2 separate regions of the Mus musculus genome follow, and region 1 is linked to region 2. The links are chromatin contacts, called in public HiChIP or PLAC-seq maps. All regions are on one chromosome and are shown on one strand. The core of a region is the stretch at or near the end of the contact, and the rest is flanking DNA. Distances in the headings are between cores, read along the strand shown. Region 1 has its middle 13 kb from the start of Gm41312. Region 2 overlaps Gm46502 (a long non-coding RNA gene).

Evidence for each region. HiChIP or PLAC-seq counts read pairs in DNA pulled down with a chosen protein or histone mark.
Region 1: an H3K27ac HiChIP or PLAC-seq map of embryonic stem cells shows a contact between it and region 2, with 15 read pairs. The contact joins two enhancer-like sites. A contact is called at or near these places in 1 of 39 promoter capture datasets (embryonic stem cells), 3 of 15 datasets of contacts at CTCF or cohesin (CD8 T cells and embryonic stem cells), 40 of 484 Hi-C or Micro-C datasets (the HL-1 cell line, the N1E-115 cell line, cerebral cortex and 14 more), 11 of 115 datasets of contacts at active chromatin or transcription factors (astrocytes, bone marrow-derived dendritic cells, embryonic stem cells and 1 more) and 1 of 9 other capture datasets (embryonic stem cells).

The regions. Positions count from the first base shown.
Region 1 is chr15:41,326,943-41,333,375 of GRCm38.p6, forward strand. No RefSeq gene overlaps it. Among named protein-coding and RNA genes, the nearest start is that of Gm41312, 13 kb to the left of the region's middle. Within about 2 kb of position 3,324, at least 18 of the 459 cell types and tissues checked have an H3K27ac peak or open chromatin away from gene starts, as enhancers often do. A contact at or near this core is called in embryonic stem cells, where this site is marked.
Region 2 is chr15:41,162,436-41,168,792 of GRCm38.p6, forward strand. Gm46502 (a long non-coding RNA gene) reads right to left here. Exons shown (of 3, transcript XR_001781587.2): 3 at 5,976-6,136. Among named protein-coding and RNA genes, the nearest start is that of Gm46502, 8.4 kb to the right of the region's middle. Within about 2 kb of position 1,801, at least 50 of the 459 cell types and tissues checked have an H3K27ac peak or open chromatin away from gene starts, as enhancers often do. A contact at or near this core is called in embryonic stem cells, where this site is marked.

The DNA.
Region 1 (6,433 bases), core at 2,074-4,573, 170 kb after region 2:
CCCAGAGGGCTGCTGTCTATCACAGCACTTGTAACTGTAACCTGTGAATGAACAAAAGAATAGTTGTATGGTCACTGATCTTTCCTATATGATGGTGATAGGACTTTTTGTCTGTTTCTTTTGTTTTGTTTGTTTCCTTGGACTTCTGTGTTATTGAGACAGGATCTTATACTGTATCCCAGGATAATCTGATACTATGTGCTCCAAGCTGTCCTAGAACTTGTAACAGTTCTCCTGCCTTAGCCTTCCAGCCTGCAGTTAGCCTGGCTTCCAGGTATGATAACCACACCTAGCTTTCATCCACAAGATTTGAGAATTTCTCTCTGGGGCCTTCACTGAATCTTTTACTTACACAACAGTGTTGTGATACTATATATGTGTCCCCCTTGTCCCTACTGCAGACAAAGCCTCTGCAGGCATGTGCTAGGAAGGTGTGGGGAAACATAAACATCAAGCACATTAAACTAGTGATGACTAGCTTCAGACAAAACAGATCAAATGCTAGCAGAGTCAGTAAGTTCACTCAGGGTAAATTATTGGGAGCTTGATGGTTTTTCGAAGGAAAAACCAGCCAAAAATGGAAGAAGAATGGTTTCTCCTATTATCAAGAATGAACATATTTTAATTACATTCCAACCACCTGAAATTCCTCTTTGCAGTATCTCTGTATTGGGACCAACTTTTATTCTTACTGTTTTCATTATGTTTTTACCTCAAAAAAAAATCTATACTTTTAAAAAATCTTTTCCTGAAAAGAAGTATTCCACAATTTCTGAATCACAATAAGAATCAATGTCTGGAGACTTATGACAAGATAAAATCTCATTTTTTCTAAGATCATTTTCTCCTATTTTTATATCTCTATTTACATAAATTGCGTCATTCTCATTTTTAAATGATGTATTCTAAACAGAATTCTACATATATTAAGTTTCTGGCAAGCACTGTGCTAGTCTGAAAAAAGAAAAGCTGATATCCCACATATGTATCCCTTTCCTAATCCCTAGAAGCTGTGAATGTTACCTTACATATCGAAAAGTGAACATCCATCTTATCTTCAATATAACTCTTTATAGATGTAAGATCTTCAGACTAAGATGTCATTCTGGATTGTTCTAGGATCTGGCTGTCATTACAGTATCTTCAGGAGAAAGAGGCAAAGGACAGCTTTGCACATAAGCACATGTGTGCACACACATGCAGATACACTGCTTACATACAAGGCTTTATATATAAACAAATACATATATGTACACACATGTATGCACACATGTTTACAAACAAGGTTTTATATATAACCAAACACATGTAAGCACACACATAGGCACCAATGCACAAGAAAGTGAATTAGAGTCAGAGGAGATTGGGTAACATGAAGCAAAAAAAAACAAAAAACAAAAAACATTAATTTCAGGGTCTGGTAGTCAGAATCATAGGCCAAATTTATTGGAGTTTGTTATAATAACTCACAAAAATTATTTTAGCTGTTTGATGTCTTTAATTTAAAATTTAAAAATATATCCAGGAGGAAGCCTTAGTAGCTAATATATTCATGTCTTGTCATTTAGAGGAAGAGCTGAACTAGTAATTCAATCCACTAAGATTTGTTTTAGATTGACATTTTTAGTAAGTCACATGAAGGCTGAAGGCAAATCAATACAAATTATATGATTCCAGTTTGAAATCCTGAAGTACTTCCAGCTCAACTGCATGTTGATCAGCAACCAGTAAAGTCAGTTGTCACTGAGGTTCCCAAATGGGTGAGCAGCATATAAAAGTCTTACCAGTTTCAATTACATACAATTTTGCTTAGCTTATTGTATATATCTACTAATTAAAATGTATGATTGGAGAGAATTTTTCAATAATCCAACTAAACTAAAATTTTATTTATCTATATTTTCTAATTTATAGTCATTCTGAAATTAATGTTTGTGTTGGCTTCCACTGTAATGAACACCAAAGAGTTTGTCAAGCTTGGACAAGGACATCTTTCACCAGCCATTTATAGACCTCATCTCCAATCCAAAGTCAATTTGAATAGTTCCATATTTGCATCTTATAAATGAGGTAAATGAGAACTTGGAAGATAAGGTAAATTTTCTGAATGGAACAAAGTTACTGGCCAGTTTAGTTTAGAAGTTTAAAGTCCTTTGACCTCTTAGCTTCCGTAATCTTTACACTAATCAACCTTCCAGTAAATTCTGATACCTGCTGGCTAATGGGGTTTCAATATTGCTTTTGTTTTTGTTTTGTTTCAGGGATACAGGGGTTGAGGGAATGGGTGAGGAAGGACAGGAGAGGATCTGGGAACATTGGGTGTAGTCTTGGATTTTTTTCCACAACTTACTTTATTTGGGGTTCTTAAACAATTCTACATCCCTCTAACCCACCAACCAGAGGTAGGGGAAAAACAAGGTTAATAAGTAAAGGTTGTTGGGGACCAGTTTAGAAGTAGTTCCTTGGGGCTATGCTACTCTTCATGGTCAAGATACCAGCAGTTCTGTTCAGTAGTAAACACCAAACACCAATCAATAGTGGCAGCAGCCTGATTCAGCAGAAACAGCAAGGTTCTGCTGAGTCTGAATGAGTCAGCAAAAGCTGTCAGAATTAGCCAGAATGCCCCGAGAAGTTCTTTTGTGCATATGCTTTCTATGAAGTGAAGACCAGTAAAGACCAACAAAGACCATCAAAGACCAATGAAGCACTGTACCGCAGAGCAATGCAATAGCATCCTCTCACTGTTTATGGGGTTCCATTTATATTCTTTCTAAACATCACATGCCTTCTCAAGTGTCTGATTTCAGCAAAATATCACATGCCTTCTCACAAGACACTTTCCAGAAAAACATCATGTGACACAACTGAATTGATAAAGAAACCAGAAATTTCTACTTCACTGGGAGAAGAGAAAGTAGGATCAAAATATATTGTATGAAAAAAATTAATAAAATAAAACAAATAACTTGCAATAGAGTGGGACTTGAGTCTGTCTTTGGCCTTTTCTCTTTCTCTGTTCTGAAATACAATACAGGGCTCAGGGATACCTGGAGATCCCATGCCAATTTCTCAGGGGAGATCCCATCCCTCTGAGAAAGCACAACACACAACTGATCTGGATAAAAGGGGACGGAAAGAGAGCAAGGACCTGGAGAAGGGGTAGAGGCAGGCAGACAGGAGCAGAGCCAGAGGGCAGAGAAAGAGAAGTGAGGCAGAGAAGGACAGAAAAGAAGGACAGAAAGGGCAAGAGAGAAATGGCCAGGAACACTTGGGAACAGAGAAAGAGAACTGGAGTAGGAAACAGTCCTTGTATATGCTGCCCACACCTGGCAGTGGCAGGTGATTGCAGCTGATGATGATGCAATCCATTGCTAGGACCCTGGGAAGAGCCTAGTGGAATGTTGTGTAAGCCAACACTCTACCTCGTATCCCATCTCTTCTCCCTTCTCTGCTTTTGCCTTCAAAGTGTCGTTGAGTTGGCCTGTGATATGTTATTCTCCACCAGTAATATGAGCCAACTCAAGTCAGATTAATGTACATAAAGGCAGGTTTATTGTGAATTCACTTTCAGGCTGGCTGAAAGACAAAGACAGGGAAAAGAGGCAAAGAAAGAAATAAAGTGTGAATGGAGAGAGAGAGGGAGAGGGAGAGGGGGGGAGAGAGAGGGAGAGAGAACAAAATTTCTATATTATATAGGGAAAAGTTTCAGAAGGAGTGGAAGCCAAGCCCCTGGGCTGAAGAGTTCAGGGTTATGGGCAGGGTATTCCAGGTAAGGACTAAAGGATGCTGGGAAAACCTGGAGCCCAGGTCTACTTTGGTACATTAAATATGTACTTCAGATATTTATCCATATCGGAAATCCAACATCCAGTATGTATAATCAGTAATGTATCTAATCACAAAAGAATTAGGAATGAAGTTACATTACTTAGAGTAAATACTACATGTTCTTACTTTATCTTATATGTTCTATTGTGCCTCAGATTATCTCATTCTAAAACTGCCAATTTTACTTAGGAAATTATTATCTATTTCTCTTTTCTTTTTTTATTATCAGGAGTGTTCATTTTCTAGGTGTCCAACTTAAAGTATCTTCATGTCATTCACAACTCTTTCTCATATCACCGTTATACAACATGCACACACAACTGCTTACCAAATTCAATCATCACTCCTATCTAAAATGACAGTCTAACTGTTAAGTTGGTTTCACAGACCTATTAAAAAATCTAATAGACAATCATTCCCTACAGTGCATTGATACACAAATGTACATAGGGTTTCACAGAGGTCATAGATACCATGAAACAGAGCCTCACTCCCCAGACTCAAAACCTTTCTCTTCATTGAGCATTTTCTCCTTCTGTGTCAGATGTTGCCACCCTTTCTGTCATCTTTTATCTGCTCTTCCTTTTGTCTCAAGTATATTTATTAAGAAGATTTAAATATAAACATTCTAGAAGAAACCTCGGAGCATTCCAAGCCCTGGACATGGCACCTTGCAGTCAGCACACAATCTGCAAAGAATTACATATGCCCTATGTGTCTCTTCCCAGCTCAGTCCAGTGATCTCAGATGGGCAGATTGGTTTGAAGTCTCTATAGTGAAGGACTGTAAACCAAACTGATTTCTATTATATAAAATTTACCAGCACAATACTGCCTGTATTTTCAAAGGCTCATGTTTCACATGGCCTAAAGTCAAGTTTTACAGCATGTACAACCTCTATAATCTATCCTTAAACTTCATGTCTAGCTCATTTTGCACCTTTCTCTGTGGACTGTATACCATAGTCCCATAATTCAGAAGCACACTGGGCTGCTTTCCCAGTTGGCTTTTCGCATCACAACACAGCATGTGCCAGGCTCAACACCAACAAACCCTCCTCTTAATGCCCACATCTGCTTTACCTAGTGTGAACCAAAGCATTGACCTTTCTTCCATCTCTTTCACTCAAAAATCCATCCATATTTAGAGACTAATAACAACACTTCACTCTTCTCATGGCCTTTACCAACTGTTTAAAAGACTTTTACTGAGCCCCAATCCAGGCATTGACAATACAGCTCTGTCTACTCTAATTTTATTATAAATTCCATCCAGGCAGTGACTGCATTATTAGATTATCCAGATTTACCTTCCATGTATAGATGTTTCTCTATTATAGACATGATATGCAATAAAGTTTGTTGAATTTAATCAAAAGCCTTTCTGGTTCTTATACAATGCAATATTCTTTGTTTCCTCTTATTTTTCAGTACTAAATACCAAACCCAAGCTATCATGAATTCTATTCAAACACTCAACCACTGCCTAACTCATTAGGTAAAAGTCTAGGCAATAAAACAGGAATGAATGCTAAATATGTGCCGCTGCTAAGATTCAGACAAGCTGAACAGTAGATGAACAGTGAGCAGAGTAGAAGCCTATGCCTTTAAGTCAAGCAGACAACCTCTGGGTAAGTAATCCCTTGAAGGTTAATTTGTAGCCTCTGTTTCTAACATCATTTGATTCTGAGCTGTGACCTCCTACTGAGGACAGTTTTAGACCAAGTTACTTTTAGAAGCAGGTCTGAGGATCTATGCCTTCAGCCGGCTTTGGTGGATATTAACTGAATTAGATATAACATCTTCCCTGTGACTCATTCCTCACCAGAGTCAGGAAGAAGTATTATTTCTATTCCTAAATTCCCAAAGAGGAAAGTAAGGCAAGAGAGGACTGTGTGGTTTGCTTCCATTCAGCATGAAATGTGGGTAGCATATGTACTGACACAAAGCAACCAGACAGAGCTTTAATTGCTCATCTAACCTCCAGAAAGAGTCACCATCTGTGAAATTCTGAAGACTGTAAGATTATAAAACATGACAGAAAAGCTGAAAGCACCAGATAAACCAAGTACCTAGTCACCGATCCTAGAAAGGATCCACAGGAAAATATGACTTACCAGGTCAAGTCAGCCAGGAAAGCAGATGGTCTAACTGCAGACCTCTACTACTCCTCCTGCTCCTCCAAAGCCCACAATCTCATCCCTGCCCTTTCTCCCACTTCCAGAAGATCACACAGATCTCCTCCAACCTCTTTTCTGACTCAACCTATTGTCCCAGCTCCCAACCCCAACAGGCATTCCTGGAGAACCCACTACCCCAGCCTGCCAGAGAAACAAGTAGGCCAGCAAAGTGGATAGGTGAGCTTCAAATCTTCATTTAGCCTCTTCTCCTCCAAATGCAACCCCCAAGTCTCATCCCCCAACTATGTATCAAACTAGGTATTTTGCCCTCTCCACATTCTTTGCCCTCGATCTCAGGTAATAAGCATATCCTATTGGGACACTCTGCTTCTCTGCCTCCTGTGGATCCCCTCCACTGCTCTTCTCCAACTCATCCCTATACCTGTCAACTCCCTACACAGTCCAGCCTGACCATGATAAGGAGGG
Region 2 (6,357 bases), core at 551-3,050:
GAAAAGCACCATTCATCCTAGCAGCAGTGTCCCAGCCAACATTGTAGGAAGCGCTTGGCTTCTGCATTTGGAACATGCATCGAAAGCTTGTTTTCCATTCAGTGCCACAACGACAGGGGCCAGAGCATCTCAGCACATAAAATGCATGTCCTGCACCTTGGAAAGAGCTACTGAACTCATCCCAGGATGAAATGGAAGTCAAAGGGAGGATTTTCAGCTTAACTTAGATGCAGTTTATTCTTTAAGATACTAAGAGTGAGAACAAAACCAATTACCGCAGTATTAGGTAAAAGGTGTTAACTCGTACTTTTACAAAAGATGTTCTGCAGGGTTTGTAGTGGTTAGTGAAAGTTATGTAAGTAGGGGTATGTGTGTGGTTGGGGGAGTGTATGGTTAAATAAATTCAGATGGGAAGTTCAAATAAGTTCATTTCCTTTGGTTGGCCCTGTAAGTAAATTAACTAAGCATTTGGAACTTTGGCTATGGTGGATAAACAAATGTGAAAACGGCTCGCATTCCTTTTTTTCTTTTCTTTCTTAAATTATAAAACTTTCTCTTTGACTGATCATATCCAGGCGCGGTGTGCTCTTCTAGCCACAAGAGGGCAGCAACACTGTATTCTGAACCAAATGCTTCTGTAGATGCGCAAGACTGGCTCCAAATAAGTGATTCTCAAACTGTGGGTCGCGACCCGCAATTTTTTCAAGGGGGCTCCTAAGACCATCAGAAAACACAAACATTTACATTCATGCTACTAGCAAAATTACAGCTATGAAGTAGCAATGAAAATAATTTTATGGCTGGGGAACATGTTACAAGATGAGATACTATATTAAGTGATACCAAAATTAAGTTGAGAATCACTACTCTAAATAATCATACTAACAGTATAATAAATATATGTCCTTCTCCAAATGGCTTTTTGAATTCTGATGGTATTTTATGGCTGAAGATTTTTGAACTAAATGCCTTCAAAATATGTCCGTACAAATGAGACTATAAGAAACATGTAATAATTTTAGTAAGTGAATTTCAATGCCTTAAAGGAGCAAATATTTTAAAGGTTCTTTAAAATTCATTTTTAAAGATCACAATGTTAAAATTACCACAGTGACCTTTCCAATAATTTTTAATGCTCTTAAAGTGAACATGGAAGAGTTAACATTTGTTATGGTTACAGACCTTTTTATTTTAAAAAAAAACCATATTTTAAAACAGTGAAGTCAGTAAATAAGAAAACTTGTGAGGAATAGTTCTAATAACAGACACTGTTTGGATAGCTACCTGTCTGGATATTGAAACTGTTTTTCTTTTCTGTTTAGGATAAAGTAGTTGCATTATTTAGCCACTAGGTGGTGCTGCTCTTTAAATAACTGCCGCAGATACTTTGTAGCCCTACAGGAAGTTCATGTAATTAATGGAGAACCGAGAATTTTTCACAAAAGAACGGAATTGCTTATTCGAACAACCTCAGCCCACAGCAGTTACTCATTTTTATCCTTGAACTTGCTCCTTCCATTTCTCGGGCAACAAAAACAACTGCCATTTTATTACCTTCGACTTTATGAAAGTAAATGAAAACTGTTTCCCAATTCGAAGGGAAGCAGAGAATTCAAAGGATTCACCCACCTAATGGTGTGTTGAAGAGGCCAGTTCAGGACCTTTGGAAAATGCCACCAGACCCCTCCCCTCCTGGAAGAAAAAAGGTCATGGAACACTTAGGCACCCCTCCCCTCCAGAAAGGAGGGGCTAATTAACATTCCTCAGCCAAGGTGGGGCGGGAGACACTGATCAACCTCTACCTGCAGGCTGGGGAGGTCCAAAGGAGGTAAACACATTCTGTAGGACAGACCTACAGACAAGGCCACCTACAGACAAGGGAAGTTCTTGCCACCTCATTCCCCTAGTGACCAATCAGTTTAAAAATTACACTGTTCTGCCAATCACATTGTGACTAATGGCTGCTGCTCCGAAAACTGTATAAAAAACTCCCTGACTGGGCTGCTTGAGGCTGCCTCTCCTTCCGGTGCAGGATGACCCCAAACGCATTGGAACAATAAATTCCTCTTGCTTTTTGCATGCTTCCCCCACTCTGAGTGGTTCAATCAGGGGTCCCCAGTAAGCTAAGGCTCATCAGAGTCTTACAATGCCATCTTCAGATTCCAAAGTAACTAGATGTGCTGGGAGCGCAAACTTAATCCCTATTCATCAAAAGTCGCTCTGTTTAATTTTGGTCGCACAAATGACATCGTTATAAATAAACCTAATATGCTATCAGTCAATTATAAATGTTCAACTATTTCATAATAAAATACATTTCATAGTGGTCACTATTTGTATAGCTGAAAAAAATCCATCCTATTATGAAATATGGCAAAACTGATATGGGTTAATAACGTGTTGTAAAACTACTAATGGATAAAAACGTCTGACACTGAAGTCTACAGAAGCAGTGGGAAGGTTTTAGGTTCATTTTCCTCCTCGTCTAGTCATTAAATTAACCACCTCCAGGTTTTCACCTCAGTCCCCAGCTTGGAGGAAAAACAAAGAACAAGAAACTGCACCCATTTAATTCCAGAAGCTACATACAGCCTTCTTTTGTTGATATTATCAAGGAAAAAAACCTACCACCCCCACCCCCCACCCCACCCCACCTACGCCCACCCCTTCCGCAGTGATGGCTAAGTATCCTTGAACTTCCGTGCTTCCGAACCCATGTAGAAGTTCATGCTGCTAAATTCAGAATTCCAGGCCTTAACAGTCTTGATGAAGCTGACTTGCTACCTTGGCCCTTTCAGCCCTGTTGCTCCTGGGCCGGAGCACCTCTAACCATGGTGGTTGAGGTCCAGAGGCGGCGGTAGCTATGAATGCTGGGGACTGATGGGAGAAGGGTGGACTAGTCAGCTGCGGTGTATGAAAAAAATCAATTAAGTCTGCAGTTATTTCCAGGGGCTGTTTTGACAGTGGGTAAACGTCTACACCTATTTCTCAAGTTGCACCCAAGTTGTATTAGATCTCTATATATTGTTTGAGGCCCTGAAATATATTTTTAGTACTTGAATTCTTGATTATCCAAGTAAGCAAGCCAATTTGTGGTTGTTAAGGGTTTGTTGTTCATTTCTTTTCTTGTCTTTTTCGTTTGTTTTGGTTTGGTTTGGTTTTGGGTCAACTTGACAGAAGCTGGAATTATTTTGGAAGAGGGAACCTTAATTGAGAAGTTGCCATCAACAGATTGGCCTGTGAACAAGTCTGTGTGGGCATTTTCTTGATTAATGATTGACGTGGGAGAGCCCAGCCCTCTGTGGGCAGTGTCAATCCTGGGCAGATAGCCCTGAATGGTCTAAGAAAGCAGGCAGAGTAAGCTATGGAGAAAAAGCCAGTGTGCAGCACCAGTCCACGGTCTCTGCATGGGCTCCTGCCTCCAGGTTCCTGCTTGAATTCCTATTCTAATTTCCCTCAATGATGGACTGTGATGTGGAATTGTAAGCCAAATAAGTTTTCCCCCCACAAGTTGGCTTTGGTTAGTGTTTTATGACAGTGATCAAAATCAAACCAGGATGGCAGTGTAGTAATAAATAATAACTAAAATGTATTGATCATATGTTCTCAGTCTGTGTCCCCTACTCCTCTAAGTGCTTTTCAACAACAAAAGATAATTGCTATGACCACAGTCATTACACAGATAAAGAAGCTAAGTAAGTGCTGATATACATTAATTTCAAAATAATCGTAGAATTTTCTAACAGCTGTGGGTCTCTTTGAAGAGGCACAACCTGGTCAACTTTCTCCAGCTTTTACTGGATAAAGTAAGAAATATGCATTCACATACTGCCCAGACCCATCTTTCTCTCCTTTTCTACTGGAAATGGAACTACACACAGTTCCTCTGCTTGGGTAGCGGCTCCCTGCTACGCTGTCCGCAGAGGGTGATGCAAGGTCAAGCAGTTTCTTCCTGTTCTGGTGTTCGCCACAATTCCTTTCAGTCAGCAGACCATTCCACCTTGCTATAGGGTAGTTGCTACTTTTTTTAAAGATTTATTTATTTATTATATGTAAGTACACTGTAGCTGTCTTCACACACCCCAGAAGAGGGCATCAGATCTCATTACAGATGGTTGTGAGTCATTATGTGGTTGCTGGGATTTGAACTCACAACCTTCAGAAGAGCAGTTGGTGCTCTTAACCACTGAGCCATCTCTCCAGCCTGGTAGTTGCTTCTTGAAGCAGCTGTTGAATGCGACTTGCAGTCTGCTCAGTGTTCACAGCTTGCAGAGCTATGGCAGAAACAACTACGCTGTGCCCACCTTTGGAGACACCAACAGCAGCTGAGTACAAAAGAGGCTCCCTCCATATCAACTAATTCCTCTTGTGCTGCTTCAAAGCTTCTGCGTCTTGACTGACTCAGCCAAGTCTGCTTGCTTCTGTACCAGAGAAGGTAGCTCTTCCTACTGTCACTGACTGCCTCTGTAAAAGATCGCTGCTTAATATTTTTTCAGATTTATTTGTTTACCTTATGTGTGTTTTGGCAAATGTATGCAAATGGCTTCTATGCACAGAGGCCAGAAAAGGATATTGGATCCATTGGAACTACAATTTCAAGTGGTTGTTAGTCACTATGTGAGTGTTGTTGGGAAGCAACCCCAGGCCTTTTGACTTAACACTGTGTATTCTTAACTACTGAGCCATTTCTCCACACCCAAAAGACTTGTTTATTAATGATGAACTTGAGTTTAACTGTGTCCTTTTTCCACCGACAAATATTAAGGCCCTAACCCTAACAACCTCTCAGTAAGATATTATTTGAATATGGTTCTGTAGATAGTCTAGCTAAGATAAAGTCAGTAAACTAGCTTAATTCTCTAAGAATGCCATGTTGCAAAGGGAAACTTTGAACACAGAAAGGTCTGCATTCAGGGAAAAGATGGACGGAGATCAAAGCAGAGAGGGATGAGGGTGATCTATCTGAAAGTCACAGTTCACTAGAGAGTAAAGTAAGCTTTTATAAGCCGGGAGGGAAGTTAAAGATGGATAACCCTTCAAGACCTCAAAAGGAAGCTTGAGTGCTAGCATCTTCCTCTGGGCACATCAGCCTTTAGAACTAGCAACACATTGTGAGTTGTGTAGCTTTTCTGGAAAGTCAATTTCCACACTATTCATCCCACAAAGAAAGAACAATGACAGACCATAGGAACTGCTCAATCCAGCCTAGTCTGGTGAATATCCTCCTGGTGAATATCCTCCTGGTGAATATCCTCCTGGTGAATATCCTCCTGGTGAATATCCTCATACAGATGAGCACATATTCACACAACTAAAGTACGTAAGCAGCACTGCAGTTCTGCTGGGTACGCAGTCACTGTTGCACAGCCTGCTCTTGCTGTAATCATTGTGTTCATGCACATCTGCAATTCTCCTGGATATAATGTCACTGTTGCACAGGGTGGCAAATCCTGCTCTTGTGTTCATCCCATGTGCATCACATCATAGGATGATTCAGTTTAACAAGAATGTAACCAGTCAGTGTAATGCCAATCAATGCCTTCTTATGGCAACCTGTCCAGTCTGTGGATGATAGACAGGTAGCAGCCTTTCAAATATCCGTCTTGAGAAGCTCATACATCACCCTTTGAATACTTTAATCCAGTCTCTTGCCTAAAATCAGCCAGAACTAGCTACACTTTATTAAAATGAAAATTCTAGAACTGGTAAGATGGATTGTGGTACTTCCTGCCAACCCTGATGTGGTGGTTAGAATATGCTTGGCTCATGGGAAGTGGCACTATTAGGAGGTATGGTCTGGTTGGAATAGTTGTGCCCTTATTGGAGGAAGGAGTCACTGTGAGGGTGGTGTAATTTTATTTTTTCAAAGCCTACTTTTAATGATGGTTTTTAAACATTCTAATCTCCCTTCTAGCCCACCATCCACCAGAGATAGTGAAAACAAAAGGATATGGAGAAAGTGGACCTTTTAGAAATGACTCTTTGGAGCAAATCCCATCTGCGAGGTCAGGAAATCAGCAGCTCAGTTTACAGCAGTTCAGTTCAGCAGCAGCCCCTAAATCCACTTGCAAACTCTTCATGAATATAATAGCATTCCAGTGTGGTAATGTCAGGATAGCAGCAGCAGTGGCATGACCTAGCAGGAACAGCCAGGCCTCAGTCAAATCAGCATGTGTCAGTAGAAGGGACCAAGATCAACAGGGATGCCAGGAAAAGTTCTTGGCCATGCCTCTCTCATCAAAGCAAGGATCAGTGAAGACAGGAGACTAACACATGTAACTATTCAAGGAAGCCATGCTCTACTTCCTTCACTGCCTGTCAATCGTGTTTATATTCCCTCCAAATGTCACGTGTTCT